Regions from separate parts of the Gossypium hirsutum genome. Here region 1 is linked to region 2. Evidence: chromatin contacts called from public Hi-C data. All regions are on one chromosome and are shown on one strand. Each heading gives the region's core, a stretch centred on a gene start, on an enhancer-like site or on the middle of the called end of the contact. The rest is flanking DNA. Distances are from core to core; before and after follow the strand shown. Region 1 has its middle 3.8 kb from the start of LOC107930625. Region 2 has its middle 6.3 kb from the start of LOC107930590.

The links. A called contact is a pair of places that touch in the nucleus more often than the background predicts.
Region 1: a Hi-C map of leaf shows a contact between it and region 2, with 1.8 times the contacts expected there. The contact joins two enhancer-like sites. A contact is called at or near these places in 2 of 34 Hi-C or Micro-C datasets (both in leaf).

The regions. Positions count from the first base shown.
Region 1 is chrA06:2,978,762-2,983,345 of Gossypium_hirsutum_v2.1, reverse strand. No RefSeq gene overlaps it. Among protein-coding and RNA genes, the nearest start is that of LOC107930625, 3.8 kb to the right of the region's middle. Within about 2 kb of position 2,220, at least 8 of the 9 cell types and tissues checked have an H3K27ac peak or open chromatin away from gene starts, as enhancers often do. A contact at or near this core is called in leaf, where this site is marked.
Region 2 is chrA06:2,812,715-2,816,990 of Gossypium_hirsutum_v2.1, reverse strand. No RefSeq gene overlaps it. Among protein-coding and RNA genes, the nearest start is that of LOC107930590, 6.3 kb to the right of the region's middle. Within about 2 kb of position 1,795, at least 6 of the 9 cell types and tissues checked have an H3K27ac peak or open chromatin away from gene starts, as enhancers often do. A contact at or near this core is called in leaf, where this site is marked.

The DNA of each region.
Region 1 (4,584 bases), core at 971-3,470, 170 kb before region 2:
GCACCGTTCAGGTGTTTAGCCATTCGAATGGTCTGGGGACCAAATTGCGACAAAACAAAAGGAGTGGCCAAATTTAAAAACAATAAAGAAGCGAAATAGGACCATATTGAAACCAGCCTCGAAAGCAGAAGGACCAAGGGTGCAAATAGACCCTTTATTGAAAACACGCGAATCCCCTGAAACGGGTCGGGTCGGCGTGCAAGTCGTATCAAAACGACACCGTTTTGGCACTTAAATAGCCAAAGTGAAACCGCGTCGTTTCACGCTATTATAAAAGGCCAAAATTTTCTAAAATTTTTATTTTCAACCCCACTTTTACAAAAAATCGTCGGCCGGAAATAAAAAAATCGTCCTTTTTTTGCGATTAAAAGGTAAGTTTTTCTTTCCTTTTTTTAACCTCTTTTTAATATGTATAAATATATATCTTTAAAAACAAGAAATAAAATAAATAAATATATATGTATATAAGCGATTTTGAAAGAAAGAAAAATAAATATATAAATATATATATAAGACCTTAGCCTGCTCTTGAACTTCCTTTCTTCTTTGATTGCTTTATTAGTTTTAGTATTCAAATGATGCTCGAATATTACAAAAAAAAAAGAAAAACCCCTCTTTTACATTGATTTTGCATGGCTTATAAAGCCATTTACAATATATTTCCTTATTATTGTTGTCACTTCTGTCTTTATTTCCTGCAGGTGGCGGTGCAAGTGGCGAGGGTGGAGGAAGTGGTGGCAGAGGCGCTAACCTCGGCAGTGTGGAAGAGGCCAGGGACTAGGGGCGGCATTAGGTTTAGGGGACTAGGGTTTTTTTCTGAAAATTTTGAAGTTTTGGGCCTCTTAGGTTTGGGCTAGGGTTTTTTAATTTTGGGTTTGGGTGTATGGTTTAGTTTTGGGTTTGTTGGATTGGGTTTGTTTTGGATCTGATAGTTTAGGTGTTTAAAGTCTTTTTAGGTTGTTTAATTGTTTTGAGGTCTTATTGGGCCTCGGGCTACTGGAAAAAATAGATTTAAAATCCCTAAATGTGTAGATGAACAAAGATGAAATTATTAGGCCTGGATTTAACCATCTCTTTAATGTCTTACAACCTTTCTGACCTTTGAATTGGTACCCTACTACACCTTGGTAATTCAACGATGTTAAATATTCTAGAAAATAAGGAAATACCTTTGTTTGTTTAACTAGTTTAACAATGTAGTCCAACCCATTTTATCTTCTATAAGACCCATCTGTATATTTGCAAGTGCTGAGTAGAGCTGTTGAGATACCACAAATCCACTCTCTCCATAATCCACCCTGCAATAATCCCAATCAAGCAAGCAACAAATGATGCAAAAATACGACTCTGTCATCAACAATGTTTAATGAAGCCCTTTCAACTTTGAACTTTTCTCTAAAAAATTTCAACTTTCAACATGATGTGGAAGTTTAAGGAAGAGCCTTTTCATTGGTGTCGTATGAGAGGCATAGATTTTTCTTCTGTAGCAGCCCTGGTAATTCAGTTGCGCACCATTTAATGTAGATAGTTAACGTAAAAAAATCTGTCCAATCCCTCTCAAATTTGATATTGAGCAAATTGGTCCATAAAAAAATCAGAGTAATTTAATCCGTGTCAATTTCGAAAATGAGCAATTAAAGACAATTTATCACGGTACTAATATTTTTCGTTAATTGTACATGATTTTAGTTATTATAAAAATAAATTTATCTCTCAAAACTTACACATTCTGTTAATTTGATCTTAATTGTTAAATTAGCTTGCAACATTATGTAAATGTATAAAAATTGAGGCTAAATTTATTGATTTTATTAAAATTAAGGTCAAATTAACAAAAAAAAATATAAACATCAATATTTAAATTTATTATTATACTAATATCCAAGATCGGATTGCAAGAAACGCATGAAAACCGTAAAACTAATTCACCCAACCAACAAGACTCCTATCTATACGGAAAGGCCATGCCTGTAATCGCATAATCTTGATTTTTTGATTCAACAGGGTTCTCATCAGTCTCACATTACCTAGAAACTAAACCTAAAATTGAAAAGAAAGTGTTATGGCTATTAATTAGAGGGGTTAAAACAGTAGTTAATTTCTATTAATTTGTTGAGTTTATTATGTAGTCAGGAAACAGCACGTTTTGGGGAAGGGAGTCCTTTTAATGAAAACGCTGTGTTTTAGGGGGAAGGCTTAGTTTCAAAACGAGGCGTTTTGACAGCTAGCTGTAACCGAATGACAGCTGTAATTTCCTTTTAAGCATGCTCTACATGCTGGGTTGTTATGAAATTGAGTACTGAATTCTCATCTCTCATTTTCTCTCTCTTCTAACTCTCTCTTTCTTCTTCCTCCTATTCTGTTATTCTTCTTCCTCTTTTCTTCAGCAACCGCACTAGAAAGCACGATGGTGAACCATGAACAGTAATTCTGCTAATTACTCGAGTTACTTTGATACGCGAGAGGAAGATGGAGAGATTAGGGCCTTGTTTTTCCTCGATAAGTCACAGTGGGATACAGAAGGTAGACGCAGGAGGGATTTGCGCTTTTTGGATCTGGAAAGAAGTGAAATCACTGAAGTTTTGAGTACGATCCCACCTGATGTTCATTTTGGTTTCTCTATGGTTCCCTCTGGCAACCAAGCTTACGCCATTGGGGAAAAATCGGTCGGGGTCGTAACTATCGTTCAACAAGCCACGTTTTCCGCTTTGATTTTAAGCACGCTGAACGTAGGTGGGAACAAGTTACTTCTATGTGGTACCGTCGGAGTTCGCCCGAGGCACTTGCTGCACAAGGCTCCCCAAACTCTGCGGGATGCAGCAAAGCAAGTTATCCAATAGAATTAACTGTCCAGTAAAGCAAGTTTGGGGAGCTTTGTGTCCCTAACATCTTTGACGATTCGTTGGTGTGACGAGCTCTGATCTTTGCCACAACAGTTGCAGAATCTAACTTGTTTGCAGTCTCTAGAGATCAGTGAATGCCATGGCCTTTCTACTTCACCCCAGCATATTGACGGGTTAATTTCCCTCAAATATTTATCCATCGAGAACTGCAGTAACCTAAGATCATTACCCCTAACATATAAGAATTAATTTGCACATTTTTTGAATAGACAAGTGAAAATGCAATCTTACTTTTAATATAAAGTCCTTCCTAATACTTTTAACCACGAAAAACTCAAATTTTTACACATGATATTAGAAATATCTACGGTATTAATTTGTTTCTAAAGAAATATCTACAGTATTAATTTGTTTCTAAAGAAATATCTACAAGAATATCATCCATTGCTGAACTCATTGGTCTTGCATCAGCTACATTAATAAGCAAGCAATTGCAGTTCCCAATCTGCAATATGTTCAAGACATTAAAGAAACTCTTAGTAAGAGTAGATAAAAATAACATACATCGCCTGCATGCACATACATACACACACATGGAACCCAAAATAATTATGATTTGAAGGGGGCTCTAACCTTCATTTAGGGCATCAAAAATGTATGTTCAAAGGATTAAAATGAAGCAGAGGTTCTATATCCACCCTCTCCAGCCGCATAAATGCCTCCATGCCTGTTGCGCCACATTCTCAATATAAGGTACTCAAAACAGTTACGCGTATAACTTGCTTTGCTGCATCCCGCAGAGTTTGGGGAGCCTTGTGCAACAAGGGCCTCGGGCAAACTCCAACGGTACCGCATAGAAGTAACTTGTTCCCACCCACGTTCAGCGTGCTTAAAATCAAAGCAGAAAACATCGCTTGTTGAATGATAGTTACGACCCCGACCGATCTTTCCCCCAATGACGTAAGCATGGTTGCCAGAGGTAACCACAGAGAAACCAAAATGAACATCAGGTGGGATCGTACTCAAAACTTCAGTGATTTCACCTCTTTCCAAATCCAAAAAGCGCAAATCACTCCTGCGTCTACCTTCGGTATCCCACTATGACTTATTGAGGAAAAACAAGGCCCTAATCTCTCCATCTTCCTCTCGTGCATCAAAGTAACTCGAGCAATTAGCAGAATTGCGGTTCATGTTTCACTGTCGTGAAAGAGAGAGTTAGCAGAGAAAGAGAAAATGAGATGAGAATTAAATACTCTATTTCATAACAACCCAGCATGCAGAGTGTCGAAACCATTTTTTTGAAAACGCAGGAATCGACTTTGGTTTGAAAATGATAATTAAAACGCGAGTCGCCACCGATCTTTATTTGGTGTGATCGGATCACCTTTGTTTTAGATAAAAAATTTTAGTTCATTAAAACGGCATTTTGGTCTACGAAATTCAAGAGAACAAGTTCGGGAGTCGGTTACGCGCGAGGAAGGGTTAGCACCCTCGACATTCCCAAAAATTGGTACCGGATTGATTAGTTAGTGTCTTAATGTCGAAAATTGAAGATCGAGGACGAATTTAAAATACGATCCTTTTTTATTAGCGTTAATTTTTAAGAAAAAAACACTTGAATTAGCTCAAAACGATCGTTAAAGACTTCCTCGTCTCGAGATATTGGAGTATCACATCCCGTAAGTTAGGACATGATATCATGAATTCCCGAGCGCAAGTTTGTCTTTAATTTAAATTGGAA
Region 2 (4,276 bases), core at 546-3,045:
AAAAAAAAAGAGAAAAAGAAATCACTGTTTCAAAAGACAAAAACAGTAGAAAACAGTTTGCATTAGAAAATGTTTTTATCCTCAGTGGGAGTCAGTCCATTTTTTATTGTGTTTCCAAAGGACAATATGGACTTTGTGACATAGAATTTGAAACTGAGGAAACAATTAAACTCCTATATCTATTTGTATTCGATAGTTATATTAAATTTCGAGTCAAATTTTTAAATAAAAAGTGTTTTTGTATTCGATAGTTATATTAAATTTTGAGTCAAATTTTTAAATAAAGAGTGAGGTTAAAGTTTTTTAATAAGTGTTTTCTATTGTCATAAGATTTGAATCTGAAATTTTAAAAGACGTTACACTTTTTACCACTCAAGGTATAAAAAAATCGATAGTTAAATGTTTTTTTAAAGGTGATATAAAGAAATTTAATTAAATTAATTTCTCTATTATTAAATAGATTAAATTAATTAATTTAATAATAAAGAGAGTAATTTGATCCCATATGACTTTTCAAAAACTTTTAACTTTTTGAAAAGTTATGATAAAAAATAAAAAGAAAACTAAAAATTTATCAAAACATAAAACCCAATTAGTCAAAGAAATAAAAGACCACAATTATAATATCAAGTTACTAAAATAGATGTACTAAGTAATAATCATAACCAAATCATGTGGTTCTAATTCTCTGCAGAACCAGCTTTCAGCAAAATCCATGGGCAAAGATTTGTTCTAAAGCAACCATCAATTAGAAACAATAAAATGCAATAAACATGAGTTTTCCCTCAGCTTAGTTCCTATAGAATAGAGATAATGCATAGAGAATATTACTGCGGACTCAAAGACAAGACAAGGCAAGCCAAGTAGCATTTGAAAATATTTGGTAAATTACGATGAATTAGATCAAATAATTGTCATCCGTTTAAAATGTTAATGTTGACATGGGTTCTTAAGAAAATTTCATATTAGCAGTTAAAAAGGAGTAGTTAACTATTTGGATTCGAATCAAATTGTAAGAGTAGAGACCAAAGGACTGAACCCACAATTTAAATATAGTAGAATGACCAAAACATAATTTGACCAAAATGTTTAAAACAAGAACAAGATATGGAAGACAGGCTGCTTCCAGCTTTGAGCTTTTTGCTTGGTTGTTGTTCGTCCATGTAGGATCATTAGGGAAAAAAAGAAAACCCTTCTAGAGACAAACCAAAATCCCAAGGATAATTGGAGAAATTCATGCATTTACTAATGGTTTAACTTATTGAACTAGTGCTGCTAAAACCCTGTCTGAGGAAGAGGTTGTGTAGCTGAGACTTTGAGACTTAAATGTGGGGAAAGGGAGTTATGAGAATCACGTGAGAACACACAAAATCCAAACAAAATCTAATGAAAGATCCACAACAAGAGCCAATAGCCAATAAGAGGGGCCAACAGAGGAAAAAGGAAAGTGAGATTAAGAGATAGATGGATTGATATACCCCAAATTTTCACAAGGACAGCAACAGCTGTGACTCAGTAACTCGCTAGCTGTTTATTTTAGCTGCTAAATATCCTATACCTCTATCTCTCTCTCATATGTATCCTTCTATAAGGCTTAACTAAGAGGACCCTTTTGCAAACCTGACAATTTAAAGTTGTTTTTAAACCCTTACCTTCCTGGACACTTTTCCCTATTTGTCACTTACTTTATAGCTTCCCTTTGAAAAAAACCAGTGGTGACATATCAAAGATCTAAGTCCATATGTCATGTCGTAATCAACTTAGATTCTCTCTCCTTCTTTTCTTTGTTTCCTCAGGAGAGGTTTTGAGAGATAAGCAAGTTGAGGGACAGCTTGGCATTGATGTATATTTAAAAATAGACCACTAGCTCCTTCTTTTTGTCAACCTAGCTTTTACCTAAACAAACCAAAAGAAACTTCATCATTTATAATCCTCAATCAAGCAAAACAAATCAATTAAACAAGCCATATCCTAAAGACATCCTCTCTATGCTCTATTAATTGCCAAAAGAGTGAAAAAAGAAGGGGAGGGGTAATTAATAACTTTTGGTATGGAAGAATTCCAAAATAAAAAACAAGAGAAATAAAGAATGGTGGATGGGGAATGGGGGATGTGGGGCTTACTTTTTCAGCAGTAACTTCTCCAAGATACCCCATAAGTCCCACATGTGCCTTTAATGTTGTTATTTTGAATGGTATATGGGTTTTGAAATGTTAACTTATTTCCTTTACTCTCTCTTTCTGCTTGTTAATGGCAGAAAACCTATGAAGGATGTTTCTTTTTATAGTAATGTTGGTTTTTTAAGACCAAACATGTTTTTGACTTGCAAGGAATGTGAAGAAAAGGAAAGCATCCTCCCCTTTTTTTCATAGTATTTCAAAACTTCTTCACGTGATCACAGTTAATTGTCAATTAAAGCTAAGAGCTCTCTCTTTTGTCCATTGCTATTAGTTTTTTCCACTTCTTTCCCTCCCTCCCCCCCCCCATCTTCTCCAACTTATTTGTTGGATTTTGGATTTGGTACCCTTTCCTTTTTGTCTAACACCCTATGTTTAATAGCCACCAGAGCTTCGGCTGGGTGTAAAGTCGAGCTTTTGACGTGCAAGCTTTCTCAACATGTTTTTTCATCCATAAGATAAAGAACTCAAAACCATACTAAAAAAATATCAAACTTATTACCCCTCGTTCACTAGATAAAAGTATTATATAAGTCTCTATATTAAAAGTTATATTTCATTTTACATTCATTTACTAAATAAATAAATAAACTAGTTCATGTTTGTTAAATTTAAAAGTAAACTGATTATTTATACTAAAAATTTCATCATTTCTACTATTAAAAACTAATGGAATAATCGGATAATTACATATACCATTTTATGTATACCTTATACTAACATACATAAACCAATTTTTAAAAGAAAATAGATAAAATTCTTAAAAAAAAAACCATTTTTTTCGTTGATCCAACAAGCACAGTTGCCCTTTTTTTTAAGGAAACTTGCATTGAAGATGAAAGTGCATTTCTTGTATTAAAAAAGGGGTTAATACAACTTAATACAGTGTACTTAAGTGGATGGCAATGGAGATAGTGGAGGGTCAAAAGTCATAACACCGAACGATGATGTGATAAGCTGATGGGTTAACCAAATAGAACATCAAGAAATGAATTATGGTCAAAGAAAAATACCCAAAGAGGGTCTGGAGCCGGGCCATTAGTTGCCTAGAGAGAAAAAACAAAAGAAAATCAATGAAAAAACCCACTGTTTTTGGTCATGTATAACATATTCTAATGTTGATGGGACTCCTCATGGAGCAAAGTATCCAAATAAGACGGCCTTTTCATTGTGACGGCTTATCTTTTAAAGATGTTAGAGACTCCACTCACTGGCTCCACTATTGTATTTACCACCATAGCCGATGAAATGATCCCTATCCAACCCCATATTGCCTATATACCATTTGCTACCTGAAAAGGGCCTTGTCAAATCCATCAAAGTTGCTAATGCCTATGTGCTGAAGAATCTCCCTTTGAAACACATGGTGGGTACGTATCTTTCCTCATGCAGACAAAGCCTCTTTTTTTACTCTTAATTTACAGGATCCAACTGGATCACGTAACACACGATGTTTTGGTTTGTTTATAATTCCCCTTATTAGTGGTTTCATTACACAACAAAAACTTTTAACTGGCATTTGTAAGAGATGTCAATGAATGTCCCACCAAGACATGTAGTTATAAATCCTTATGAATGTCTCAATGATCTGAATCAGCATGGAACCTACAACATTAAACAAAAAGATAAAGCCCTCTAACAATATCCTCAAAGGCTTCATATTTTGAACCATCATGGCATTAAGAAACAAGACACAGTGTGTAGTATAGTTAAATCCCTACCAGTAACTCAAAACAATCGAATACCACAAACATTCAACTTAAAAAGCCCCACCCTATATGTATCCAGCAATGCAGGCACTGGACTTGGGGCTATAAGCAGATTTTCAATGCAATTCCTATACTATCATGCATATATAAAGCATGCAATCAGAGAAACATTCTTCAGCATTTCACAGTAATAACAATCTTCTATTGGAGAAGTAAAATGAAAAAAAGGTGGAAAACATCAATATGACTTTCGGTGGTAGACAAATCTGCATTGTACAACTAAAACAACAAAGAATGACCTAAAGTTTTTTTTGTTTTGTTTGTACTTTTTGCACAACTAAAAGAAGGCTACTTGCTTGTATCTCTCACTCAACAAACAACAATAATAGC